7 separate regions of the Mus musculus genome follow, and all the other regions are linked to region 1. A link is a contact called in public promoter capture Hi-C and targeted proximity ligation data. All regions are on one chromosome and are shown on one strand. The core of a region is the stretch at or near the end of the contact, and the rest is flanking DNA. Distances in the headings are between cores, read along the strand shown.

Region 1 (3,811 bases), core at 1,054-3,553:
ACAAAAAAAGAAAAAAAAATTGGTTTGCAATGCTGGGAATTTGACCTATGGTCATGCCCTATATCAGCATTTAAAAAATCCTCCCATTGTTATGTTGAACTTGCTAGCAAAGAGCTGGAGTCTGATAGATTGCCTGAGTTGGGAGTCCAAAGCCATTCTAGACCACAGACCCTTTCAGATAAGGATTAAAAAAAAAAACAAAAACAAAAACAAAAAACCTTTCTGGGAATGGTGGAATAGTTCAAGGACATCCTGAGATCCTGAGACTTTTAAGTTGAAGGCTATTCTGGACTAAGTCTCAAAACTATTGTTGGGAAGATTGGAGAAAGGACAAGTAGTGGATACTTGGTTACAGGAAAAAAAGTTCTGAAATTTTGTTTTGTATGATAGGGTGACTAGATAATTCCTAAATGGTTTTTACAGAGCTAAATGAAAGGAGTTTTAAATGTTTTTATTATGATGTAACATTGAAACAGAAACATAGTTACTGGTAGGAACATAGTATTTTCTTTTGTGAGTTTTTTTTTATTGAATATATGTTGAAACTATTTATTGTTCAGCAAAGAGAAACAGTTTGTGTAATAGGACAGGGTTCCAGGTAGCCTAGGCTGACTATATTTCTTTTCTCCCTTTCCCTTTCTTCCTTTCTTTCTTTCTTTCTTTCTTTCTTTCTTTCTTTCTTTCTTTCTTTCTTTCTTTCTTTCTTCCTTTCTTCCTTTCTTCCTTTCTTCCTTTCTTCCTTTCTTCCTTTCTTCCTTTCTTCCTTTCTTCCTTTCTTCCTTTCTTTCTTTTTTGAGACAGGGTTTCTCTGTATAGCTCTGGCTGTCCTGGAACTCACTCTGTAGACCAAGCTAGAACTCTGAAATCTACCTGCCTCTGCCTCCCAAGTGCTGAGATTAAAGGCGTGTGCCACCATTGCCATGCTGACCATCTTGAGATATAGTGGAGTTTACCTCCACTTTCAATGTTGTCCAGGAATTGCGGACATGTACCACTACCCCAGGTTTTTTTGGTGATAGAAACTAGTGCACATGCTGGCCAGTGGTGGTGTATGCCCCTTAAATCCCAGCAGAGGTAGACAGATCTCTTGAGTTTGCCTAGCTAGCAAAGTGAGTTCCAGAACAGTCAGGGTGGTTAAATAGAGAAACTGAAACCTTGTTTTGGGCGGGGATGGGGGTTTGGGGGTAGGGGTGGGACAAAGAAAAACTGCATATTAGACAAGCTACTTCCTGGACTAAATATGTAAATTGTTACATATCCGTGAATAAAGTATCATTGTTGTAGTGTAGACTTGGTACCCACTTTTAGCTCTGTAGTCACTTGCTGAAGAGAGGTGACCCTGAAGAAACTACAGCTCGTGGAGCGGAAAATCTAGAAGGAACTTTTAAAAATTGTCCCATGGTAATGACATAATTTTGGCCTAAAATTGGAAGGCTGATGAGATGGTTCAACAGTTAGAGCACCAAACCTGAGGTCCCAAGGCTAAAACTCCAAAGTCCTCTGGTCCTCACGAACATGTGTAACTGTTTTCAAATCCTATTTTTAATGATGATTCTTAAACACTTTAACCTCCCTTGTAGTCCACCACCCACCAGAGGTTGTGGAAAATGAAAGATACGGGGGATGTGGACATGTTTAGAAAGATTCTTTGGAGTAGCTTTTGTCTGTTGTCTGGAAATCTGCAGTTCACTTCACAGGCTAGCAGTGGCAGCTTGATCCACTCAGACATTTCATGAATCTATCAGCAGTTCAGTTCGGTAGAGTAGGGATAGCGAACACGAAGCAGCGGTGGCACAACCTAACAGACAACCAGGACAATCAGCACAAAGCAGGAGGGACCAGCAGGAATGCCATTAGAAAACATTTACATCACAACTCCTAACGGCAAAATTACAGTTTTGAAGTAGCAACAAAATGAATTTTATGATGGGGAGGATGCCAAATCATGAGGAACTGTATTAGAGGGTCCCAGTATTAGGAAGATTGAGAATCACTGGAAACGACCTAGCCAAGCACCTGGTGCGTTTTAGATTTCACTCATTGGTTGAACAAGTAATGAACAACCGTTTCTTTAAGCAGCCAATGCTGAGGCTGAAGGATGGTTGAGTGAGTCTAGAAAACTCAGTGACAAGGGTGGAGCTTGTGCTCAATTGGGAGCTTCAAGATGATTATAGAGCTAGGCCACACAAGCTCTTGGTCAGCCTGCCACGACCGCTTGACCCAGCGGATATAGCGTCAACGCCCTGAATGGCCTACCAGGAGGCGGGACCGGAAGCTGCCTGTGGGAGGGACGCCACTAGCCGGAAGTGGTCCCAGGTGTCGCTCAGAGTCCCGCGTTCCCGGGAACTAGTAAGGGAGCCTGGGGAAGGCGGGGCGCGGCCCGGGCGGCCGGGGCGGGGCCGGCGGGAGGGCGGAGGGCCGGGCGGACCTGTCCCTGCCGGTCCCGGTGGACCCCGCCTGCCCCGGTGGCACCGGCCATGAAGCTGAAGCTGAAGAACGTGTTTCTTGCCTACTTCCTGGTGTCGATCGCCGGCCTCCTCTACGCTCTGGTGCAGCTCGGTGAGCGGGGCGGGGCGGGGCGGTGTGCGGAGGGCCGGCCCAAGGCGCTGGGGATGAGACCCGCAGACAGCGGCTTCCCGCTCGCTCAGCCCTCGGGACAGCCCTCGGTGACCCCTTGTGTAGAACTCTCGGCAGTCTGCAACTCCGCGGATACCGGTCAAGCCCCAAATGACCCCGCCGCCGCCAAGCAACCTATTTTCCACCCTCCCCTTGCTCTGCCTCTCAGACCGGCTTGCTGATAGGTTTTTGAGAACCCCCTGGTTCATTGTCCCCTCCAGCTTTTGACCAGCTGTGCTCTCCCCACCTCCAGGCCATCTATTTCTCATCCTGGTTTTAGGCCAGATGTCACATCAGGACTTCCCTGACCACCTTAGCTCAAGTAACCCTTATTAGTCTTGATCTCTTTTAATTTTCTAAGTGGCCCATATCACAATTTGTAATGACTTTATTAGTGTCTACCTCTTCCACTAAAGTAGCTAGGGAGTAGGGACTGCCCCCCCCTTTTATTCAATAAATATTTGTCGTGTAATGGAATCTGTGAACTTACTGACAAGTCAGTGGTCACGTGACCACGGAGCGCCTTGAATCCAGCCTTTTATGTGGGAGCTTGGTAAACGCTTTTCAGGTAGTGCCATTACAGGAGAGCCTCTAGTTCAGACTGTTATATTCCTTATGTGTGGAAGGTAAAATTAGGATCAGAAGGTAGAAAGGACAGAAAGGCTGACAGATAATCGTCGAAATGTACTAGTGAAAATAGTGGCAGGGCTGAGGGTGTAGCACAGTGGTAGAACACTCACAAGTGTAAGGCCCTGGGTTGGAGCCCCAGCAAAGAAAAATAGAGTGACAGATGGAACTGGTTAAAATTGAAGAGTTGAATGTTGTGGCACACCGTTTGGGAAACAGGTCAGTGGGTTAAAGGTCTGAGGTCAGTCAGCTTGGAGCCATTATAGCAAGACCTACCTTAAAACAGTAACACAGTAACAGTGAAAGGTGAAGAGTCTCTGACACCATTCTAAAAAAAAAAAAAAAAGCAAGTTACAAGGGAATTTCTGTATTGGCTAGGAATTAAAAAGAATTGGCCTGGGTTTTTGAACTACTTACTATCCTGTGGTTCTCTGTCACAACTTGCTCACCCTGTTGGTGCTTCCTGGTACCAGGCCAGCCTTGCGACTGCCTCCCTCCGCTTCGAGCTGCAGCTGAGCAGCTTCGGCAGAAGGACCTGAGGATATCCCAGTTGCAAGCTGATCTCCGT
Region 2 (3,717 bases), core at 217-2,716, 1.7 Mb after region 1:
ACAATATTCAGGAACCTAAAACAGGAGGATTAAGAGTCTGAGGCCAGCTTGGGTTATGAGAGCCAAGATTCTTCACCAAACAAGACAAACCCAAACCCATCCCAACTCCACCCCACTGCACCATAACTTGTCATTCATTCTAGAGACTCATTAACAGCAAATTTTTCTCCATGTCTGGATCCTTCTTAATGCATGGCGCTTTTTTTTTTTTTTTTGGAACCAGATCTTGCTATGTAGCCCAAGCTCATCTTAACTTCTTGATCCTCCTGCCCTGATCCTCAGGGTAAACCCTGAGAGCCTGTTCTACAGGAATTTACCCACACCTGACAAATACACAACTCTAACCAAGAATATTTAGGGTTACTACAGAGCAGTGACAGCCTGGTCACATAATAGTAGTAATGGTAGTAAATAAAACCCTTATATATTTCATGCAACACTCTAGGAACTGTTTCAATCACAGATGTTATTAAAATCTTATAATAACCTCATAAGGTAGAAAATCAATTCTTATTTCCCTCAATTCCTAGATGAGAAAACTGAGGCTCAGCAAAGGTAACTAATTAGACCAAGATTCCACAGCTGGTAGGTGGCAGAGTGGTATTCTAAGAGGCACTATACAACCAGCCTATTTCATAATTTATAGAGTGCTATCTAAGTAGGTGAGAAATATGTCCTCATAGAAATGGACAGTGTCACATACAGAAGGAGTTGAGAAGACAAAGTACTCTCCTAGAGGAACTTTATAAAGGTTATGACAGAAACACTGAGGCAGCAAGTGAGGGGAGCATATTTATAACTTTACTTGATCCCTGGACTTGAAAAGCAGCCATTTTAGTGCATATAACCCTCATTTTGCAAAGGTTCTGAGGGGTCCGGAACCCGTCCACCTTCCGCGGTGGAAAAGCCCCGTGGTTTTCTTTTCTTTTCTTTCTCTCTCTCTCTCTCTCTCTCTCTCTCTCTCTCTCTTTAAATATATGAATGTAACTTCTCTGGGCTTGAGTTTTCACACAATATCTCTCTAGGTACCAGCGCCATGATAATCTTGTTAACCAAGAGAATTTACTTTAATCCTCATAACAATCTGCAAGGTAGGAAAGAATTATCCCCTGGCTATAGGCAAGGACGCATAAATAGAGTCATTTCCTCCAGCTCGCAAATGAGTAGAGTCAAACGCACCACTTGGTAAGGCTCTACCAAGGGCATCCGTTAGGCAGAAACGCCCCTCGCTCTGGCTACGCGGTCGAGCACCCTCCAGTTTAACACGGTTTTCCTCACCAGTCCCAATCCGCTCACAGACCGAAAGGCCTCGGCAAAAGACTCATAGCAAAAGCAATAGCAACACAAAATTCTGACTTCCAGCCACTCTATGATCCCCAGCATCTACACGCACCTCAAGGAACCGACGTCGGTTGTCATGGGAACACTCGCTCGGCTTCCGGAAGCTGGCTTTAAATTCCGGAAGTAGATTGCTAATTGCCCGCCATGTTAGGGTCTTTGCTTTCTCAGGCTCTCCCTGTGACCGGTTCTTCTATCTTGCCTCGCTGAGGGCCGACCCTAGCGTGAGGTTGTTAACCCCAGCATTTCACCTGTCTCTGGACGGGGTCTGTGGTTAGAGACAAGGCTGATAGGACGCAGCGCTCCTAGGAATCGGACCGCTCAGGAACGCGCCCCTTAGCTTGCAAACCCCATTTCCCAGACGCCCCAGCTCACCCCCGGAAGTGGCCGAGCCTATAAAAATCTCACTTAGCGCCCTCTGTAGCGGATGCCGTGGTCTGCAGACTTGCTGGAAAGTCAGTTCTCCGAGGTTCAAGAGGAGCCTAGGGAGTGGCAGCTCTCGCTGACCGGCGGGTCCCAGAGACCTGCCCCCAAGGTGTCCCACTGTGTGGCTAAGGGTGGGATAGAACCCGGGCTGGGAGAGCCGGGTTATGGGTTCCAGTGGTGGTTCCGCCGCTTCCTTGCTTCGCTCTGTCTTACCTCGGCGTTCAGCCTATTTTTCCTCGTAAGAATTGGACACTTTTCCGTGCCCCTTCCATACCGCAGGTGGTGTTCGTAGAGGCTCTCACGCTTTTCAAAAGGCGTCTCATCTAAGACTTGCTAGAACCAACCTGACTAAAGGAGTCACCGTCATACCCCCCTTGCACCTGGAGTAAATCTGACTGTCCGAAGGACGAAGGACCGGTCTGTGAGCACTTGTGCTAAGGTGGACTTTATTCACACTCCTGAGTGGAATATTATTTGTCACTCACTCCTGAGTCCTGCCGTTTGGAGGGGCTGCCTTTGGAAATGAGTTCTGGGAACTGAACACAGGAACTGGGTGCCTGTACCAGGCTTGCCATTTGCCTGACCGAGTTACTCTTCTTTGGATCCCGGCGCTGCAGTACTTTTGAATTGTAAGATGCAGGTTTATAGGATTTGCACTCTAAATCTGGTCCCCAGAATTCTTAGTGTCCCTCCGTCTTTGAGGAGGAAACAACTAACTCTGCCCTTTGGTCTTTTTGTTTGTAGCTCTAACTTCTAAAAGTAACTGTGTTTGGAGTACAGCCTTTTCCTGAGAGTAATGGAAGGTTCACTTCTTAACCCAGGGACTGATTCTGTTTTAGCTCAGCCTATGAGAATCCTTTAGCCAGTGAATTGAGGAAAACATTAAATAGAGGTTCGGTACACTTCTTAAATCAAGGTAGATAAACTACACCCCATACATCTAACCCTGAGTGGCTTTTACATATTTAAACTATTGGGGCAGAGGGATCATATTGTGTGAAATGTGAAAATCATGTAAAACTTAGACATCAGTGTCTGTGGTGTTAACGAGGCACAGCCATGCTCATTTGTTGAGATACCCTTCCTGGCTACTCTTATATTACACCAGCCAAGAATGAATATAGTTGTGACAGAGGCTTCAAGCCCAAACAGCCTAAAGAGTCTGTGGACTCCCTCCTTGAGCATGGGGCTCAGCCAAGCAAGGACAGGAGACCCGGCAGTGGTGAGCATGTCTGGTGTCTTAGTACAAACTGCTCTCTCAGTGCAAGTGAGAGCGTAGTCTCAGCCTTTGCCTGCGTTCTTTTCCTTGCTTTTGCTATTTTAGGAAAAGAGAGGGCTTATTTGTGAACTGTAGACAGCAATGTAACTAACTTTCCGGCCTTCTGTCAGAAAAGTGTCCCATCTGTTCTAAGCCTGTGGCAAAGTGCTAGTCCAGGACTTGTAACTGGAGTGATGCGGGTTGGTTTGGAATGTTTTGCCTTTCCTTTTCATCAAATGTGTCTGTATGTGAATGTTATGTGTATGCAGGTTCCTGTGAAGGCCAGAAGTAGGTATTTGGTCCCTTGGAGCTGTGAGCTGATGTAGGTGCTGGGAACTCAGCTGTGGTGTGCTGCAAGACCAGTATGTACTCTCTTAACTTCTTAATGGCCAAGCCTTCCACCCCCACACCCCTGCCTTTATTTTTATTTTTTATTTTTTGGCTAGGGTCTTATTTAGCCTGGGCTTATGCTCAACTACAAACATGTAGCAGAGGTTGGCCTTGAACTTCTGATTCTTCAGCTTTTTACCTCTGGAATGCTGGGATTATAGGCGTGTACCACCACTCCCAGTTTTAAGCTTCAAGATAGAAAATATGTAGAGTTTATTACAAGGTGAAGGTGGGGCACGATCCAGAAATGAAGTAGACAGTGTTCAGAGAGAACATTGTAGAGAACTCACTCTTAAGGGCTGAGA
Region 3 (3,687 bases), core at 802-3,301, 1.4 Mb before region 1:
GTTGAGGCAGAATCATCTTGCATTCAGGGCTAGCCTGGGCTACTTTGTATTAAAATTTTTTTTCACTATTTGATGACAACCATAGCTAAAAATTTAATTCTCTGAGTGCTAGCTAGACTGATTCCTCAATACTTAACATTTGATCTTCAGCACAAAAGGCCAACTTCTGAAACCTAGACTTTTATCAGAAATTTGGAAATTAGGACTAGGCCAACCAAACAGTAAGCAGTGATTAAAGGCAAGTCACTAAGTTATAGAAAAGCCACCGTTTATCTGGAAAATAGCCCAAAATGCAAAAATTTGAAAGAGAAATGCTGGTGGTTTAAACAGAACCAGGGTTCAAAATATGCTGCCTCATTCCCTTTATCTCCAGAAAACTTCCTCCCATACCATTTATCCAAATGGCCATTCCCATGGAGAATTCTGCAGGGCACCAAAGCTCTCAGACAGGTGGAAGGCCAGTATTAGGAAACATGAGAGAATATATTTAATGCTAAGATCAGGAATATTGTGTCATAATTCAAGACTGCGCTGGAGTCAACAAAGCATTTTCTAAACCTCTTAAAATCCTTCCTTTGACAAACCGAATTTTTCGCCAAAGACTCAGTTCTCTTAAGAACCACCACCTGCCAGTGGTGCATATTTTTCCTCAAGAAGGCATCTGCACTGCAGATCTCTCTGATCTGAGTCGAGCTTGCCAGTCAGCTCCCACCAGCAGGCAGACTTGTATACAAAAGAAACTAAAGGAGGCCGCCAGCGTCCCTCCTAGTCTTTTCACACACAAGAGAGAAGGGGGTTCAAGCAGCCCAGGCTTTGTCTGAATTCTTTCCCCTGCAGCAATCGTTCCCTTTTGTTATGCTGCTATTGAGAATAGGCCATCGAAAACAAGAAATCAAAACATGGTGATGGCTTGGCAAGACTGTATTTATTATCTTCTAGAATATAGCAACTGACTGCGTGTCCCCACCCCCACGATGCACCACCGGTGAAGAGCCGGCTGTGTTGCAGATGCAGCCAAGGATCCATCTTGGACTATCAGCAGCTCCCTCCCAAATCTTCCCATGCTATTCTCATCACGCCTCATCTACCTCAGAGTCTCAGAAAAAAAAAAAAAAAAAAAAAAAAATCTGGCATTCAGTTTAGCCAAAAACAGTAACAGAACTTCCTGATCCTTCTGGCGAACAAAAAAAAAAAAAAATTTTTTTTTGGAAGGCTATATCATCCATTTAAGATTGTGTCAACCGGTCTGCAAACCTGCAACGCCACCTTTTCCACCACTACCCCTCTCAAAATCCTAGCGACTTCATTTCTCCTACGTCCCACCTGTCACAATCCCCTGAGGCTCGCTAATCCTGCTCTAAGTCACCCCCACCCCCCGACCCACCCTAGGGCTCTCGGGCCTCCAGCACTCGATCCATTGGGTGCACATAGCCTTTCTCCGTTTTCACCCCACTGCGGTGCCCTCCCTTGCAGGGGGTCAGCGTCAACGCCCACTCTAGTTCACCACCCCGCCCCCAACCTGTTTTCTTCACACCCCGTTATTTCCTCACCTCGGTCCTTCGCTCCCCTCCCCCTTAGCCTGTTCCTCAAATGCCCGCCAAGAGACTAAAGCCGCCCACGGCCCAGACAGGTCGCTCGCCCCTTCCCGGAGACCCAGTAGCTCGCGCTCCCCAGGGACCAAGCCCCACGCGCGCCTCACCCGCACACGAGGAGCCGCAGCTCTTCGCCCCCAGGGCGGGGCAGGCTCCAGGGCTCCCGCCGCCGCCGCCGAGAGCTGACGGCTCGGCCCCGGAGGACGACGAGGAGACTGACGGGGACTGAGTGGCCGCTGACGACTCCGCCATGGCTGTACGAGCAAGGGCGGGAGAAGGGTGAAGAGAGACGTAGGGCGGGAGAGTGGGAGGGGACACAGAATAATCCAGCAGCTGGCTCTCCGAAGTTCCCGGCGACGCCTGTTCGGAAGACTGACTCCGACAGACTGACTGACTCAGCCGAGCTCCGCAGGGAGAGAAGGAGTGCGAGCGCGCATGCGCACAAAGAGCCTGGACGCGCGGGCGGCGGCCTCGGAGGCGCGCAGCGACGCAATGCGCAGGCGCAAGAACTGTCCCTCTGCGCTCCCGCAGGAAAGGACGCAGTGACTGGGCCCGCGGGTGGGGCAGGCCTCTCGGGGGTGAGGGGTAGGGGGTGGGGGAATGGGGGAAAGCCTGACGTAAGGGGCGTGGCTAAACTCTAGAACCGGCCCGCCACTGCAGCCCCTGCTACAGATTAACCGTGCCCAGTCTCCCCACCTTCCACTTGTTTATGTGAATGTTTTCTAGCTGGCAGATTATGTTTCTTTATGCCTTCATAAGCTACAAATTTTTTATTATAAATCCTAATTGATGTCTTTGCCTGATACGTACCAGCCTGTGACTCCAAAGAGTACAATATTTAAAGACCCCCCCTCTGTAATGTTCTTTTTGAATTATCTGGTCGTGTCGTAATATCGCCCCACCGAGGCAGGCATGGTACAGTCCCATGTTTGATAGGTGGAGAAAGATGCTAAACAGAATGAGAAACTATTACTCATTCCAATCACATTGCAATGCAGGCACAGAATCGGCTTCATATTTTTATCTTGTTTTTCTTCCCAAAGAGGCTTCAGGTTGTCTTTTCTCTGAGCTATGTTCTGAGCTACAAAAAACATACTTTGGAAAATAAAAAAGAAGCTGCCGAGGAAAGGAAAACCAGGAGAAAACGTCTTGGTTGGGACTGGGGGAATGGAGTGGACATGAAATGAGGTATTAAAAATGAGGCACAGATACTCATAATACTGAATTTTATTCATGTCCTAAGATGAGTCCCCCAAAAAATGACATTTGAAACTGGACATCAATTTATGTCAAATTTTGTTCTTTTTAAATTTTAAGTACATAATGATGATAAAGCTGTGGGATTTGATGTTGCTAAGTAGCAATCTATGACCCAAAGTGCAATTGCAGATTCAGCAAATTCTGTAAAGATGCTAACTCACAGAGGGAGCGCTAGGCAAGCAGGCTGCTGCAGATGGGGAACAAGCTGTGGACCGCATCTGTCCTAGACAGTTTTTTAAGGTCAAATAAAGCTCAGATAGCATCTTGGTTGTTGCAGTGTTCTGAAAACGATCCAGGATATTTCCCAAAATGACTCTGGAAAATATCTTACTCTGTCACTCAACGGCAGGCATCAATTGATAGTGCAGCAAACTGTCCCCCGATGCTGTTGAGTGCCAGAGAACGATGGCAAAGGGAACTGTATGCCAGTAATCAGGAATCCAATTACTTATTTTGGTGAATGCTTAAGTATTTTTTTCTTAAAGTCTATGTTAAAGTCAGGCATGCTGGATAGTTCTATGTTACCTTGAAATCTGAAAAGAGGGAACCTTGATTAAGAAAATGACTCCAGCCAGGCAGTGGTGGCACACACCTTTAATCCCAGCACTTGGGAGGTAGAGGCAGGTGGATTTCTGAGTTCAAGACCATCCTGGTCTACAGAGTGAGTTCCAGGACAGCCAGGGCTACAACAGAGAAACCCTGTCTCTGGAAAAAAAAAAAAAAAAATGACTCCAGGGCTGGTGAGATGGCTCAGTGGTTAAGAGCACTGACTGCTCTTCCAGAGGTCCTGAGTTCAAATCCCAGCAACCACATGGTGGCTCACAACCATCTGTAC
Region 4 (3,662 bases), core at 341-2,840, 1.7 Mb before region 1:
GAGTGTGGTGTGCACAATGGTTGCTAGCTAGGCAAAGGGATAGAAACAGGAGCACCTCACTACAAGGTACAGGTATTGGGGACAGGTCTGGCTCCCTGCCACTCATTTCTAGGGGCCACTGGAAGTCGCTTTGCCTCTTGGTACAGACCCCTTCAGCTCAGATTGCCTCTGGTTCATTTTTTCTTTCTTTCTTTCTTTCTTTGTCCCAGATCTCCCCACCCTGAGGCTTGGTGCCCAGCTCATGATTTAAGGGGAGGAAAAAAGGCCCCATAACCTTGGCCCAAGGTGTGGCGGGCAACGTGGCCGCTGACTGGGTGGCCCTATGTGGCCGGACAGTGCTGAAGTCGGGCGGGGTCGTGTCTGACTCTGCCAGCCGCAGGCAAAGAGCCCCCAGGAACAGGATGCCCCAGCCAGGTCGTGGCCTGACCACAGGACCCAGGCCGGTCGGCCACAGCCAGTGGGTAGGGGCAGGGATCCCCGGTTGGGGCCAGGGCTGCTTCTAAATTTAGGAATCTGATTACAGAGTGGCCAAGGAAGGGAAGGGAGAGGAGGGTGCGCGTGCAGGCTCGGCTCGATCTGGGCATAGCGGGTGTGCCCGGGTAGAGGCGTGTCCAGGAGTCCGGGCTCCCCGTGGGAGGGACAGCGGGCGGGGGCTTCGGCCTGTGTGAGCTGCAGCACGTGCCCCAGGCGGCGGGGACGGGCACAGGCGCAGCTCACAGGCTTCGAGCTGCTGCCGGTGAGTGCGCTGGCTCTTTGTGTGCCTGGCAGGGTGGCTGGGTCTGGCTTTGAAAGTCTCTGCCCACCCCCTCCCCCAACTCCGTCTGTGCCTCCCAACCCGCTTCCCTGTCTGTCACTCTGCCTGTGCCTGTCCGGGGGGAGGGGGGATGCTGCTTCCAGCTGGGGTGACAGTGAACCCAGTGAGGAGCTCGCCCCTTTCAGCCCAGAACTTGCCCTATTACCTTTCATACTCATTCCTCAATCTTTGATACTACTGTTTTGGGTGCAGACTGCAGCAGTTGAAAGACACTAGGGTGACCCCTGGGGACCCACAGACCTAGCAGAAGTCAGGTTCTAGCCCAGTGGCTCTTATAGAAATTCATCTTGCGCCTGTCCGGCCTCCCATCCGCTTTGGCCCCCAAGGGCGCATGAAGGGGGGGATCCCCCTGCGGAAGGGGGGGCAGGGAGTTCCTTGGCAGGAAGGGAAATGGAAGGAAAAGCTGGGCTCCACCCGGGCGGTCGGACAGGCGGCCTCAGGGCCCCCGGGGCAGGCCACAGTAACCAGAGCCCAGTAGTGTGTGGAACCGGTGTGCTTGTGGGTGGGGCTGACCCCGGGCTTCTCCTGGGGGGCACTGGGGTCTACCCAAAAGGGCCAAGTCTGAGAACTCAGAGACACCAAGGGTGCTCCCTGGGGGGGGTACGTGCGCCCCATTCCGGTCCTGACCCCACCCCCTGGAGGTCTAGCCCCGGCCCCAGGCCCCGCCCCCCGGGCCCTCCCTCCCACCCCAGGGCCAGATGTTCAGCTGGCGGAGGCATCGGCTGGGGGAGGGGTGCTGAGGCCGCAGCCGGCACTACTTCCCTGCCAGCAGCTTCATTGTGTGCGCGAGGAGCGAGCGGCGGCGGAGAGCGGGCGAGCGAGCGGCGGTAGCGCGAGCGCGGCGGGGCGAGCGAGCGCGCCGGGGAGGGTGCGAGGCGGCGCCCGCGGCTGCGCTCCGCCCGCCTCCCGGCAACTCTGCTCCAGCGCCGCACGCCGTGCGCGCCGTCCTGCCGCCGGGGCTCCAGCCGGCTGGCGTGGTTGCCGTGGGGTCGGGTCGGGCAGGGTTACCTCCGTTGGGGATCGGGGCATCCTCAGCGCAGCCGAGGGGCGCGGAGTCAGCTGCGGCGGCCACTGCGCGGTAGCCCTTGCTGGCCAAACAGCGTGGGCAGGCGCGCGGCGCGGCTCCGGGGCTCCCCGAGGGCAACGCGCCCCGACTCTCCCCGGGGGAGAACCAGCCCCGAGGGGCGCACGGAGCGAGCGTGCCCCCGGCCGCGCCGTCTCCCCCGTACCCCCACTTCACAAACTTTTCTGCCGTCCTCGCCCGTGGGGGTCGCAGTGAGCGTTAGGGCTGCCCTCCGGGGCCCCGACCTCCCGGACCCTAGCCACGCTGACCTCCTGCCTCTCGTAGCCTCAGTGGCGACCCCTCCAGGCCGGGCCAGGCGCAGCACTCGAGGCAAGCGCGGCAAGCTCCTGCGCTCTCCAAAGGATCCCGTGCCCCTCGGGGCTGCCGGGTAGGGTAATGCCCTCAGTAATGGAGAAGCCCAGTGCGGGCTCCGGGATCTTGTCCCGAAGTCGGGCCAAGACGGCACCCAACGGCGGACAGCCACACTCGGAGGATGACAGCAGCGAGGAGGAGCACTCTCATGGTGAGCCTGGTGGCCTAGGGTTAAAGGCGCGCTGGTCCGGGGAGGGATCATGGAAGGTGGAGGAGGGGGGGGGGAGAGTTGCGAACCACAGATGGTTTCTGCCGCTCCTGGATTGCAACCTCAGCCTTCTCGTGCCTGGTGTTGCCGGCACAGGAAATCTACAGGCTGGGCCCTTGACCACCCACCTCCCCTTTGCCCTCAGTCGTTGAGGGAGCTTAGGATGCCTCTCTTGGATGGATTGGGTCCTCATACCTTGCAGCCTTGCAGGGGACTGAGGTCTGATTGGACCAGGTACTGGGAAGATACCTCTATGCGGAGCTGTGAAGCTCATGTGGTGGGGAGGAGCCCCGAGCTCTCTGCAAGGCTGTGGTCCAGATCTAGGGGCAGCCCTCCAAGCTCCCACCCCCAGTTAGAACAAAGCACTTTGCTCTAGCCTGGGCTTTAAAAGTGTCCTCTTAACCTCCCCTTCCCCCCATGGCCATGACTAGGCAGGGTATGACTCTCCTAGTACCTTCTATCGGAGGGTAGCTGGGGGGCACTATCAAGGAAAAGTGAGTCTCCTGTATGGTGGGGGTCCCTGAGTGGTCAGGAAGGAGAACTCCAGATCAGCTACCTCCCCTCACTATATCCTCCCCCTACTTCCCTGGAGTCTTGACTGCCTCCCCTGGCTCCACAGACAGCATGATCCGAGTTGGAACCAATTACCAAGCAGTAATTCCGGAGTGCAAGCCTGGTGAGTGGCAGGACAGACATGGAGGGAGGGAGGGCGGCAGGGAGGGGTGGAGGCTGATGGCTTGGCCTACAGCCCCACCTGGGAACTCTTGGCTGGCTCCTGCTTGAGGGACAGGCGGTGGGCGGGGTGGGTGGCCCCGTGGCACTGTTACTTTTCCTGCTCTGCCTTCCTGTCTGGGTCTCAGCTCCTCCTTCCCTTCTGGGCCTCACCTCCTCGCTTGACTGTGTTGCTCAGTGGTCTCCTGTTTCTGTGAGTGCCTAATTCTGCTCATCCTTTCAGAGAGCCCTGCACGCTATAGCAACAAGGAGCTGAAGGGAATGCTGGTGTGGTCCCCCAACCACTGTGTATCAGATGCCAAACGTGAGTGCGCTGGGCCCAGGTCACGTTCAGTCTCAGGAACAGGGTTTTAGTTCCTGTCCTCCTAAGGCTAGCTCTTCCTTAGAAGTGAGCTGTTGCCGGGCAGTGGTGGCGCACGCCTTTAATCCCAGCACTTGGGAGGCAGAGGCAGGCGGATTTCTGAGTTCGATCG
Region 5 (3,525 bases), core at 634-3,133, 1.3 Mb after region 1:
AAATCCCAGCAACCACATGGTGGCTCACAACCATCTGTAACGAGATCTGATTCCCTCTTCTGGAGTGTCTGAAGACAGCTACAATGTACTTACATATAATAAATAAATAAATCTTAAAAAAAAAAAAAAAAAAAAAAAAAGAAAGTCCTGTCAATTGTTCTAATTTGTTCCCAGTCTTACTTCACTGTGTCTTTTCTGAAGCCCAAGTGGCCCTGTATAGTCCCCTTCCTTCCTGACTACAAACACCTCAGCACACGTTACTTGTATAGCACAGAAGCCTAGTGAAGAGGCCTGCTTCTCTCTTTGGTCTTCTTCCTGCCCTCCTTCCTTACTTCTTCCTGGTTCGTATTACTGTGGTTCCTCTAAGAATACAAGCAGCAAAAACTCAGTCTTAAGGCTAAAGACTGTAGCTCTCCCTGGTACAGTGGCTTGCCTAGCATGCATGGAGTCCCATGTTGAATCCTCAGACCAGAAATCAAATAAAAAACTCATCCTTGAATCTGGTATTCTGTGTGTGGGTATAACAATGGGGACTGAGCTAGAGCCCTCACTCCTGCTAGCAAGTGCTCTACATCTTCAAGATTGTGTAACACAAGTCACTTCTGAGTTGTTAAATAAGAATGAATAACCATTTCTGCCTTGCAGAACCGGTCAACCAAAAACCCAGATGGAATACACACATCACCAGATGCCGTGCCATGTTCCCTAGTCAACCATATGGTTCACACCTCACTTACTACGTTGCTAGAATGAATACAGGCTATTACCACCCATCATGTCACACAGAGGGAAACCTGTTCTGTCCTGATAGTCTCAGTCCCGCCTCCACAGGACCTTCCAGATAGCAAAGCCTTAAATGAAATGGCTGCAGGCAGGATAAAAACACACCTAGTTCCCCTGCTCCCCACTCCCCAGAGGCCTACTGATTAATCACCGTATTAACTGGGCCCCACTGTTCTACGGAGTCTTCCAGACTTCCCTTCACCAGAAATGTCCTTGGGGCTTTTCCAACACCTGCCTCAGTCAGAAATACAAGAAAGCACTGTCTCTGGATGTCAGCAGAACATGAACCCATTTCCTTATTAAAGGCACAGAACTTCCCCGCTCCATACTCCTCACAAGGGCCCTAGGATGAACACGCTCTGGTCTCTGAGTCCTCACTGGAAGGAGGGTACTACCTTCTTCCTACCGGCGAAGAGGAATGTTCGGAGCAGAGCGAATGGCCCAAGCCCGGGCTGCCCGGTGCTGTTCCCGCGGCTCTGCCGCTTTCAGAGACGCTTCCGCGAGACCTCACCCCGTCTCGAGTGCACGAGCCTTAAGCAGCTAGCAGTGGTTTGGAGTCCACAGCGTTCTCTGGACAGTCCCGAGCCCGTTCTTTCAGTATCGTTCCCAGCTTCGCCGCCTTCCAAAGCCCGCGCTCTCGTCACGTGATCTGCCAGGCGCGAACAGCCTCCTGGGAAATGTAGTGTATGCCCCACCAGGTCCGATAGCAGCTTTCATAGTGGGCGTTCTTTCTGGGGAAAAAATGAATTAAAACCTAAACTTCACACCACCCTTTCCCACAGTCCGACTCCATGCTACTCACAGCAGGTCCGCATAGTCCTAGTTCCCGTTACTCCTGAGAACATGGGACTACAAGTCCCACAATGCCACGCGCAAGGGACCACATCCTTTTCCTGTTGCTCAGTGCGCTTGCTCCTGCCGACGTGTTCTTCCGGTGGCGGATCGGTGGTTTATCCTGTGCGGGGCAAAATGGTGAGATGATGGGAGTTAACGGACAGTGCTGTGGCCAGGACCTAGGGCTCTTGTGTGCCCGGTCCTCACCGCGTTCTTCCGCGGAGGCCTCAGTATGGAGTGCCCGGTGGGTGGGACGCCGCTGAAACTCTAGTTTGAGTTAGGGACGGGAAAGCAAGCCCCTTACCGTGTATTCCTCAGGCTGAGGTTTCCATCACAATGTGCTTATGATGTTGTTGACTATAATTCTGAAGGTCACAGGGTGCACTTTGAAAACCTTCGCGTTTTTATTTTTCTTTCTTATGATCAGTTATCTCTATCTGGAAGGATTCCCTTGCTGAAATCTTACTTATCCCGCAAGGCCCTTGTATAAATACCATTTCCTGGTAAAACACTTGTAACTCTCATAGGTACTTGTCTTGTCTTCTGGGAGCTCTCAGTCTGTACACACCTCTTGCCACGTTTCCTGGACTTCTTTTTTTTAATCTGCCACGCCTCCTAGTGACCACCATCTGACGTGCATCTAGTTCTGGGATGATGTCTATTCGTCTTTGTATTCCTGTTGCCCAACACTGGGCCTGCATTTGGAGGTTCCATAAATGGCAGCGATTGTCCTTGGCTCTTTTAGGGGGGAAGGGGGACATAATTGTTTACTGAATTGAATTCCTGTGTCTCCTAGAACAATGGGCTCAGTCTACTTCTCTGGAGTTGTTATGTTCTGGACTTTAGAAACATTGGCAAGAAAGTGACAATGGAAGTTAACATTTGTACAGAACTTTACGTTTATAGCCCTTTCACAGGGATTATCTCATCGTCTTCTCTGCAACTTTAGGAAGGAAACAAATACCTATTGAGCAGTTACTCTGTGCCGGGCAGTAAACTAGATGTGTCAACATTCATCTTTCTCCAATCATGCATCAGCCCTGTGACACAAACAGTGTTATAACTACTTAACTCAGACTGAGGATTCAGTAGGGCCAGAATTATCCCAATTGTCTTCTGCCAGGAGATCCCCGTGGCTCCCCCCTAAGGCAATGAAAAGCAGTACTCCTACATTAGAATTTGAGCTGTCTGTACTAGTGTAGGCTCCGGCTTCCTGTACAAATTAACGGCTTAGAGTCTGGACACAGATCCAAAAGCAGTGGGAATTGTGGGCAAGCGTTTTTCTTTAGGTGTCTTCCCCCAGACAGATCCATGACTTACATAGTGATCATTAGCTAGAAACCCCTAAGAGCCATTATCCTCTGACTCTTAGCTGCTCTTATCTCACTGAAAGTGGCTGCTGCCATTCTTTGTTGTTATTGTTGTTTGTTTTATTTCCCAGTGTTGGGGATCACACTTAAGACTTCATGCATGCTAGGCAAATGTTCTACCACAAAGCCTGCCACGTCCCTACTTTTAAGATGTGATGTAGAGCTAGGAGATGGCTCATGGGCAAAGGGTTTGGTGTGCAAGCCTGATAGCCTGAGTTGGATCCTAGAACCCACATTACTTTTTAAAATCCAGGTGTGGCCAGGCGATGGTGGTGCATGACTTTAATCCCAGCATTCAGAAGGCAGAGGCCGTCAGATCTCTGTGAGTTTGGGGCTAACCTGGTCTATAGAGTGAGTTCTAGGACAGTCAAAGCTACCCAGAGAAACCCCGTCTCAAAACCAAACAAACAAAAGCCAGATGTGGTAACCCCAGAACTCACACACCGCAAGATGGAAAATGGACACAAGAGAAATGTCCAGAAGCCTTAGGGCTGCTTACCCTGGAATGCGTGTTACAGTGACCAAAGCCCAAGAGAGA
Region 6 (3,994 bases), core at 1,204-3,703, 1.9 Mb after region 1:
GCCTCTTAAAAGCAGTCAGAGTTGGAGAGTCAGGGATCGGATGTAAACTTCCCAGCTATTCCTTCTATCTTACCCAGAACTTATCTCTCCCTCCAGCAGAGCCTTTTCAACATCTCCCCTACATATCCCTGCCTCAGATAGGGCATTTGGAGGACACAGCTCCTCCTGCATTGGGAACTACTCAGTAAAAGATGGTTCCCAGTTGAGCTTTGTAGAAATGGAGTCTGTTTTTGCTGTGTCCGTGTCCTTTCATGGACATGGCTGGTCACCCCTTCCAAGTCCAATTACTGTCATGGCACACCCACATCAAATTTCCAAACTTGACCCATTCTGGGGACCAAGCCCTAGTCCTAGCTAGGGATTGGGGTTCAGCAATGACACTTGGGAGGGTACCAAATAGGTCCATGCAGCAACTGGCACTCCCTAAGGGTGGGAACACGAACCAGAAGAGATGGAATATTTGTTCATAAAAAGCACAAAGGTCCACTATGGCTATATTGATTTGTACTATCATCCCCAAATAGTAACAATTTTTAAAGCACTTAACCCCACACAGATTCAATTTTACATGTAGTAAGTCTTTCAGTTCCCACACAATTCTTTGGATTAAATTCTATTACTACAAATTCCACTTAATGGATGTAAAAAATGATGTATGAGGGTTCTCCAACCTGCAGTGGACCTGAGAGGCCAGTCAGGATCTCACCACCTAGCTACCCAGCCGTTCCATCCAGGGCAACCCCAGCATGCCATGTGGCCTTCACACTGTGCCCCCACCCTCCTTCAGGGTCAAGAGTACACCCTGCCTCCTCGAGGAAGCCTTCTGTGGTCATTCAGCCCCTTGCTGGACACCTTGTTCCGGCTCTGCTTGCTGCTACTGCTTTTCTAAGATGGGGAACAATCCTCCCGTTTCTCCAGAGTACCTGGAACCCCAAGTGCAGTCCATGGGCTTGGCTCTGCTGCCTCTCCTGTATTATGTGAACCCCAGGCTCTGTCTTACTCATTCTGTAATTCCCATGACTCTCCCTGAAGAGGTTTGGGGGATAAGGGGAGAGATCTGACTTTATGCCCTAGCTCTACTCCATGAAAGATGGGCCAGTCACCAGCATCTTGGAGCCTGGGTTTCCTTCCTCACTGGTACAAGGGGTGGGAGTATTTCATAACCCGGTGAGCAGGGGAGGGTTTTGGAAGCTTGGTGTAGATCATACTGGAAGTGAGATTGTTAGTGAGCCAAATGAAAAAGCTTTCCTTCCCTCACTGTGGAGGGGTTATTAGGACCCCCACTGGTTCTGCAGGGTTTGGAGCAGGTACCTAAAAGAAGTTCCAGAACCAGCTCTCTCAGCCCCACAGCTGAGCTGGGACGGCGGGGCTTTTCTCTAGAGTGCCCCCCCCCCGCGCGCGCGCCCGCGCACCAGTATCCCTAAGGGTAACAAGTGAGTGACTGTTGTTGGTCCTTAGGGTGGCTCCGGTCCACCTTCTAATTCAATGTTTCCATAATTACAAGATGCTCAGTAGCCTGACTCCCACGGACTTCCATGGTCTCCCATCACGGAGAATCCAGCCCTCTTGATGGGGGCAGAAAGGTAGAGACTACTTCGCCATCTCCCAATTCCCATAACATCTTCCACCTTTCAGCCCCAGCTTATGGCAGGCACGCGGTAGCTGCTGCCCCTTTCGTACTCAGTGATGGGTGCACCCACAAGGGCTCGGAAAGGCAAGGCTGGGACTCTCCCAGAAGACTCCAATGTTGGAGATCTCCTTGGAACAGGGAGAGAGAGGGGGAGAGAGAGAGGGGGAAAGGGAGAGAGGGGGGGGGGCAGAGGCATATCTCTCGGGTCTCAGGCAAAGAGCCTGTTTTGCATTCCTGTGACTAACCAGCGGGTTTCTGGGGACTAGAACTGCAGGTTAGGAAGAGGTGGTGCACGGGGAAGCAGGGCAGCCGGGTTAGATGTCGCGGCTGGAGAGGGGCTCGCAGAGGAGTTGGGACCGGGCTAGTGAAGATGGGAGTGAAAAGACTTTAGGAGCATCTAGGTGGTGCACAGAGAAGAAAGCCAAAGGGCTGTTGGCTGGGAACCGGTTTCCCAAGGTTAGACCTCTCCAGGGCATCGCTCTAGGTTTAGTTCTAGAGTCCAGTGGCTTGGGGGCATCAATGGCGCGTGGCCTCGGACGGACAGGGCCAGGTCGCCCCTCCCCACCCCTCCCTTCCCTCTGACCTCTCACGACTTCCAGGGCGAGAGCCACCAGGAGGCAGAACCAGGCACCGTAGGGCCCCCGAGGGGCCGCAGCCTTGCGTTCAGTCATCGAGGCGCACTCCTTCCCACCAAAGGAGGGTAACCGGCGCGCGGCTCAGGTGGCTGCAATCTGTCCCCACATCTCCCGCGCCCGCTCCGCGCCAGCCGCTGTGGCCAGCTAGTTCCCTGCGCCGCCGGCCCGCGGCTGCAGTTCCCAGACAATGGAGCAGGAGCAGTGGGGTGGGAGGGAACGCAGGCACATGGGCTGTCCCCTTCGCCCCGCCGGGTCCTAGTGCCCTGCGGATCCCAAAACCCAGAGCGTGGCCCCGTGCCTAGGGTGCCTAGGATTGGAATAAGGCAGCGTCCCTGGAGACTAAGCAGATTGATGTCCTCTGCCAGGAAGCACAAGGTGCGTTCTGGGATTCCTCGTGGAAGCCGATGATCAAGGAGAAAAACAAACAAAACCCGTTTCCTCTGCCTCATACCCTCCCCACAGGCATCTCACCTGTGAAGGCATCTAGAATTCAGGGACATAAGAGAACAGAGCTGCTGGGGCAGAAAAGGAGAGGCCAAACCAGGCCAGACCACCTTAGGCCATCCGTGGAGGCAGCTTGTCTCATGCCCAAACCTATCCCAGAAAGAGTCCCTAAGGATGAAGGGTGTAGGCTGGTCAACCCTTCTGAGGGAGTCCTGACTCCCAGTGCCACCTAGCCTTGCCCTCAGGTAGTGTTGGGAGAGGTCCAGATTTGGCATCTCCATGGCAACTTAAAGAGGAAAAAGAAACAGAAACGTGCCCGGGCCTTACACAAAAGAGCAGAACCACCTGGAGCCACATTGAGAACCTTATTCAGTAAATTCCTGAGTCTGGGAGGGAAGCCAGTTTTTCCAGGTTCCCCAAGCTAGCAATATAAGCACCCTGCAGGAAGGGGCAACTTCAGTCCCAACAGAGCTGCCAGATCTGCAAGCTTTCCAAGAGAGTGCATGCCTCCCTCCAGAGTCCTAGGGGGAAAGGTACCAGGTACATCCTGCCTTCCTGAGCCCTCCCTTCCTCCCAACAGATTTCTGCTAGAAGTCCAGAAGGAAGAGAGTTTGTCAGCAGAGACTTTTGAGTAAATACATTTTATTCAGAAGAAGATAATAAAATAGCATGCACTTTAAAACCACCAAGCGCTGATAAAAACATATCACTGCAGCCATGATTCCACATCAAACCTTCAGTAAGAATAGGCATTTAATCTTCACATCTTGTGCTGGACCTGGCATGGGTCATCTCCCTCCACCAGGGACCTAAAGGCCAAGGCCAAGGCCAAGAGTGAGCAAGTGGTGGAGAGGGGTTAGTGGCAGGCTCACTCCTAGCCCTGCAGAACAGATCAGGGCAAAGCCGTGCCCTTCCCAGCTACTGGGACACAACACTGACCAACGCTTGCTTCTGGATGGCAGAGAGTGGACAGGGGTAAAACTGCAAGACAGCAGGTCCTCCTGCCCTTTTCAAGGTCCCTGAAACCCTCAAGGGAGATTCGACAATCCCAGCAGGGCCGTTGCTTTGTTTGCTGGAGTGGGGATTCTGCAAGGGGCTCACTCTGACCACGAAGTAGCCACAGCACACTTTCCCACATTCAGTGTGGCAAGGGGCACCTGGAGGGTGCTGCTGACTCCTGCTAAGGCACTTGTAACAGAGCATAGATGCACAGGCCTCCAGGGACCCTTTCCTCCCCCTTCATCCTTATCTCCAATCTCCTACCCCTGCCCATTGCAGTGCAATG
Region 7 (3,884 bases), core at 811-3,310, 1.7 Mb after region 1:
AGGAAAGGCAAGAAAGGGGAGGTACAGACTAGGCCACTAGGATTCTAGTCTGATCAACACTGTGCGGCCAGGCCATGTGCTAGCAGGTCTTAGTCTGCCATACTGCAGATGAGGTTGGCGAGAGGAGAGACCCGGAGAAGTGAAGCCTTTGGCATAGTAGTAACACAGTGATGGGCACGAGGCTGAAATCGAGCCCAGATCTGTTCAAGATCAGTTTTAAAGCAAACCCCGGGGACACTGAGAGCCTCCCACATTGCAGTTCCCTGCTCTGGGAGCAGCCCACACATGCCCAGGCTGAGGAACAAGGGCCCGATCATTCCTCCAGGTTCCCTCCTTGACTAGCAAAGTGACTTATCACACAGCAAGTAACTTGTTGTTCTGATCTAAATGCGTGCCTGAGATCCTAGCCATAGGGGTTTCAGGGTGCCTCAGGTTAACCTCAGACCTGGCTTGGCCCAGTGCCCCGCCCACAGGAAAGGGAACGGGGATTAAGCTGGAGATACAAAATGAAATTCTTGTCTTCTGAACCCCAAGAGGCAGCATCGTCTCAGATGGGGACTAGAGAGAGTCCGGGTGTCCAGAGTGGGGTTCCCCATGGTCGTCCCTCTATTGTGGCTCCCACAGGACTCACCATGGTGGGAAAGTTCTGAAACAAGCTGAGCTCACACTTCTGCTCTGAGATGCCGCCGGGTGGACGGTCCTGACTGCTACCAGGTCTGAAGTAGAGACAGCAGCACCTGCAGGAGTGGAAAGGACTTGAGTTGCTGAAGGTATGGGCAGCCGATTGGCAATGTCATGCCTCCCGTGCCTGTGCCTTAAGAATTAGGGAGCTGCCTCAGACTTTGATCCAAGTCCAAACTCTAGTTCGTGGGCTAGGAATGGAGAGGAGCGTGGGGACTGACCAAAGTTCACACCCCCACTTAGCCAGAAGGCAGTGTTTGGAATCATGTCCAGCTTAAAGCTGGGAAGGAGAAAATGTACAAAGACCTTTACCTTTCTGGCTGGCCACACTAGTAGTGAGTCAGCTCTGTGATCCTATTTTACTTCTGGAACACAGACTGAAAGCTCTAGTGAGTTGTCTAAGATTGTGTTGCTGAGAGTTAGGACTTGAGCCCATGTCTAGTCTTGCTACAAAGCCTAATGTTTCCCCTTAGTCAACCAGTTTCCCAGAGTCAAGTCGAGTGCCAGCTGGGGAGGTACAAATCATCTTCAGTTCCACCTGGTTCAAACCTAGCTACACTGATCTCTGCCTCATTTGTAAAATAGGGAGTTAGCTCTCCTCCTCCGGCATTCTGGAGATGCTTCAGGACTAGGCTTCTGCTGCTCCTCCTTTGGGGTTGGGGACATGGAGGCTGTCTGATGAAGCCTGGGACCTGCATCTGCGGGGCTGATTGCACTAGTCACCTGGGTGTTTAGGCTCTTCCTGTGAAATTCCTGCGTTGTATTTGAGCTTAGAATTTGTATCGCAGTAGAGGCACTAATAGTGCTATCAAGTAATTTAGTGGAGAGTCCTTTCGTTTCTGGAGAAATTAAAAGAGGTGAGCAAACACACCCCCAGGTGATGTGTGAGGCTGGGATGATTGTTCTAAAGTCAGTTGAGGGCATTCGAGGGATCAGGAGGAGCTCGAAGAATTAAGCAAAGGAAAGCACGATTCTACTCTGGGATGTGCACAGATGGTCACCTCTTATCCCCAGTCTAGTCCTCCGCAGCCCTTCCTGTTTTAAAAGAGGGAAAACCCCGAGGACGCCTGGAGCTATGGAGGAAGGAAGGAGGCAGAATCTGAGGAAGGGGCGCGGATCTGGGCTGGGAAGCCAGCAGGCGGCCACTTAGGGCGTAGCAGACCAAAGAGGAGGCCAGTTCTGCCTGCGTACCGGTACTCTCGCTCTCATCCGGGTACTGCGACCTCTGGCGGTTAGGAGAAGGCGGGACCTCAGGGGGCGGGGCCTCGCTTGGTTGGCCGCCTCGGGCTCCGTAAGTCCTCCAAGAGGCCAGGTGAGGCCGTCCCGTGATCCTCTGCGCCTGGCCTCTCTGGCCTGCAACGTGTCTCAGGGGCGGAGGCAGCAGCCACGGAGTTGGCTGCGTGAGGGTGGGGGTTCTCAGTCTCTTCGCTCGCGCCCGTCTCTCTATCGTCGCTCTAGGCGCCCCACGGGCCAACCCAAGGCCTCAATATGTCGTACAACTACGTCGTAACGGCGCAGAAGCCTACTGCAGTGAACGGCTGTGTGACCGGTGAGATTGCCCCGGCCGGAGACCCGGGCAAGGGAGGGATCCCAGGCCTAGGGAGGCCAGCGGCCCCAGGGGCGGCGGGAGCAAAAACTTGGGCTCCGGGAATGGAAGGCGCTGGCAGTCGCGGAACGTCCCCCTTAGCTCGCGATCTCAAAGGAGCTGTTCCCACCACGCGCCTTTTGGGCAGCGGAAGCAGCTATTCTGGGTCCTTTTTTGCTCATAGGAGGTCACTTGTTATTGAGGATTGGTCCAGGCCTGATGGGACGGAGAGCGAAGTGTGAGTTGTGTGCGTGGTTGATTGAGTCTTCAAACTTGCCCCATGTGGTCAGGGGAAAGGGGAGATGATAATGGGGCAAGTTTTGAGTTCATAATTTTCCGGTGGATGTCCAGGAGGTTGAGGAATTTGAGCAATGTCTGCACCCCCCCCCCCCCGGCCCTCTCCAGACCCACCCTTTTGCCTGGGGCTGTTGTTTACTCCAGGGCGCTGCTGGAGAACAAGGTTTGGTTGGCCCGTCAGTGTGCGAGCTTTGCCTTGTTTGTGTGCGTGGCTCTTTATCGGCAGTTACATCCCAAACCAAAGAACATTCATCTTGAACTCATATTTTCAGCTACTTAAATTCGTGTATTTACGTAAATGCTAATCATTTCAGAACAAAAGTTTCTTGTTCAGAGAGAGCTACAGAGGGCTGGGTGGTGTTGGTAGATTGCTTGGGAGATAAAAGGACAACACTGAAGGCTCTGGGAAATTTTCTTCGCTTTATCTTTCTGGATGGGAACTCAAGGAAACACAGGCTTTCTCCATTAGCGTCAATTACAGTCTGCTGTTGTAATTTAGAAAGGAAAACCCAACAACCATCCGAAGAATTTTCGTGGTCATAGTTTGTTGAAGGCCAGGCTGTTGTTGCCCAGTCGACAGTACATTTTTAAAAGTCTGATTAAGACTATAGCTTTGTTGAGTGTGTGAAGCAAGACATTGAGGTGCTTCATTTGGTGAGGAGGCGAGGTCCTTAGGTAGATTTATTTAGAGGTACCTGAAAGGCCTATCCTCCAGCTTCCAAAGTTAGAGGCTCTCTTCTTTCAGGACACTTTACTTCAGCGGAAGATCTGAACCTGTTGATTGCTAAAAACACAAGATTAGAGATCTATGTGGTCACTGCGGAGGGTCTTCGGCCAGTCAAAGAGGTGGGAATGTACGGGAAGATTGCAGTCATGGAGCTCTTCAGGCCCAAGGTAAGGGACGGGCCCTGAAGGAACCCTTGGGTGCAGAGTTTAAATGGGATGGGTGAAGGCTTAAGTAGAAACTCTTTGGGAATGGCAGTCTGTAACCAGAATCCCAGAAGGAGAGAGTTATTAGGGAAGAGAACCTGAAGGAGCTTGTGGGTTAATGCCGCAGAGGTTGTAGTGTTAATCCTAGCTTCATTTCTTAGTCATCTCATGTAAAGCACCTTTGAAAGCCTTGATTTCCCCGTTTACAAATGGGCGTAACGGTGCCCTCTCCCGTAGAGTACTGTGAAGATAAAATGATTGATTTTCACAGAGTAAGCACATCCTGTTAGCTTAACAGTTTCATTACTATTAGAACAATTGTAATTCAACTGTATCCAAAACAAAAAAACCCCAAAAAACCATGAATGTTTTTGAGGACTGTTAGTAAAGA

The links. Promoter capture Hi-C pulls out the DNA fragments that hold promoters and counts their contacts. Capture Hi-C pulls out chosen DNA fragments and counts their contacts.
Region 2: a contact with region 1 is called in a promoter capture Hi-C map of hippocampal neurons, with 3 times the contacts expected there. A contact is called at or near these places in 1 of 39 promoter capture datasets (hippocampal neurons) and 1 of 130 datasets of targeted methods (extraembryonic endoderm stem cells).
Region 3: a promoter capture Hi-C map of liver shows a contact between it and region 1, with 2.3 times the contacts expected there. A contact is called at or near these places in 2 of 39 promoter capture datasets (cranial neural crest and embryonic stem cells), 1 of 484 Hi-C or Micro-C datasets (cerebral cortex), 1 of 130 datasets of targeted methods (astrocytes) and 1 of 9 other capture datasets (liver).
Region 4: a targeted proximity ligation map of pancreatic cancer cells shows a contact between it and region 1. A contact is called at or near these places in 2 of 39 promoter capture datasets (hippocampal neurons and pre-B cells) and 3 of 130 datasets of targeted methods (embryonic forebrain, pancreatic cancer cells and stem cell-derived neural progenitor cells).
Region 5: a promoter capture Hi-C map of the SN4741 cell line shows a contact between it and region 1, with 5 times the contacts expected there. A contact is called at or near these places in 3 of 39 promoter capture datasets (the SN4741 cell line, hippocampal neurons and stem cell-derived epiblast-like cells) and 1 of 130 datasets of targeted methods (embryonic stem cells).
Region 6: a promoter capture Hi-C map of hippocampal neurons shows a contact between it and region 1, with 4 times the contacts expected there. A contact is called at or near these places in 2 of 39 promoter capture datasets (the SN4741 cell line and hippocampal neurons) and 1 of 130 datasets of targeted methods (microglia).
Region 7: a targeted proximity ligation map of kidney shows a contact between it and region 1, with 5 times the contacts expected there. A contact is called at or near these places in 6 of 39 promoter capture datasets (cranial neural crest, embryonic stem cells, hippocampal neurons and 2 more), 4 of 484 Hi-C or Micro-C datasets (embryonic stem cells and gonadal supporting cells), 3 of 130 datasets of targeted methods (craniofacial prominence, embryonic stem cells and kidney) and 1 of 9 other capture datasets (pancreatic islet).

What each region holds. Positions count from the first base shown.
Region 1 is chr19:8,918,090-8,921,900 of GRCm38.p6, forward strand. It overlaps B3gat3 (beta-1,3-glucuronyltransferase 3 (glucuronosyltransferase I)), which reads left to right and starts at 2,304. Exons shown (of 5, transcript NM_024256.2): 1 at 2,304-2,559; 2 at 3,717-3,811. The coding sequence starts at 2,478. It overlaps Gm36629 (a long non-coding RNA gene), which reads right to left and starts at 3,753. Exons shown (of 3, transcript XR_003952913.1): 1 at 3,661-3,753; 2 at 3,520-3,571; 3 at 510-3,228.
Region 2 is chr19:10,575,691-10,579,407 of GRCm38.p6, forward strand. It overlaps Cyb561a3 (cytochrome b561 family, member A3), which reads left to right and starts at 1,467. Exons shown (of 8, transcript NM_201351.2): 1 at 1,467-2,393; 2 at 3,292-3,384. It overlaps Tmem138 (transmembrane protein 138), which reads right to left and starts at 1,696. Exons shown (of 5, transcript NM_028411.4): 1 at 1,394-1,696.
Region 3 is chr19:7,481,240-7,484,926 of GRCm38.p6, forward strand. It overlaps Rtn3 (reticulon 3), which reads right to left and starts at 2,052. Exons shown (of 9, transcript NM_001003934.2): 1 at 1,700-2,052. The coding sequence starts at 1,844.
Region 4 is chr19:7,266,689-7,270,350 of GRCm38.p6, forward strand. It overlaps Rcor2 (REST corepressor 2), which reads left to right and starts at 1,591. Exons shown (of 12, transcript NM_001320554.1): 1 at 1,591-2,400; 2 at 3,077-3,133; 3 at 3,413-3,493. The coding sequence starts at 2,274.
Region 5 is chr19:10,202,510-10,206,034 of GRCm38.p6, forward strand. Fen1 (flap structure specific endonuclease 1) reads right to left here and starts at 1,884. Exons shown (of 3, transcript NM_007999.6): 1 at 1,586-1,884; 2 at 1,179-1,510. It overlaps Tmem258 (transmembrane protein 258), which reads left to right and starts at 1,693. Exons shown (of 4, transcript NM_026919.1): 1 at 1,693-1,755. The coding sequence starts at 1,753.
Region 6 is chr19:10,867,326-10,871,319 of GRCm38.p6, forward strand. Tmem132a (transmembrane protein 132A) reads right to left here and starts at 2,454. Exons shown (of 11, transcript NM_133804.2): 1 at 2,214-2,454. The coding sequence starts at 2,301. Tmem109 (transmembrane protein 109) reads right to left here. Exons shown (of 4, transcript NM_134142.1): 4 at 3,335-3,994.
Region 7 is chr19:10,603,537-10,607,420 of GRCm38.p6, forward strand. It overlaps Ddb1 (damage specific DNA binding protein 1), which reads left to right and starts at 2,061. Exons shown (of 27, transcript NM_015735.2): 1 at 2,061-2,230; 2 at 3,309-3,457. The coding sequence starts at 2,170. It overlaps Tkfc (triokinase, FMN cyclase), which reads right to left and starts at 722. Exons shown (of 17, transcript NM_145496.1): 1 at 632-722. The coding sequence starts at 634.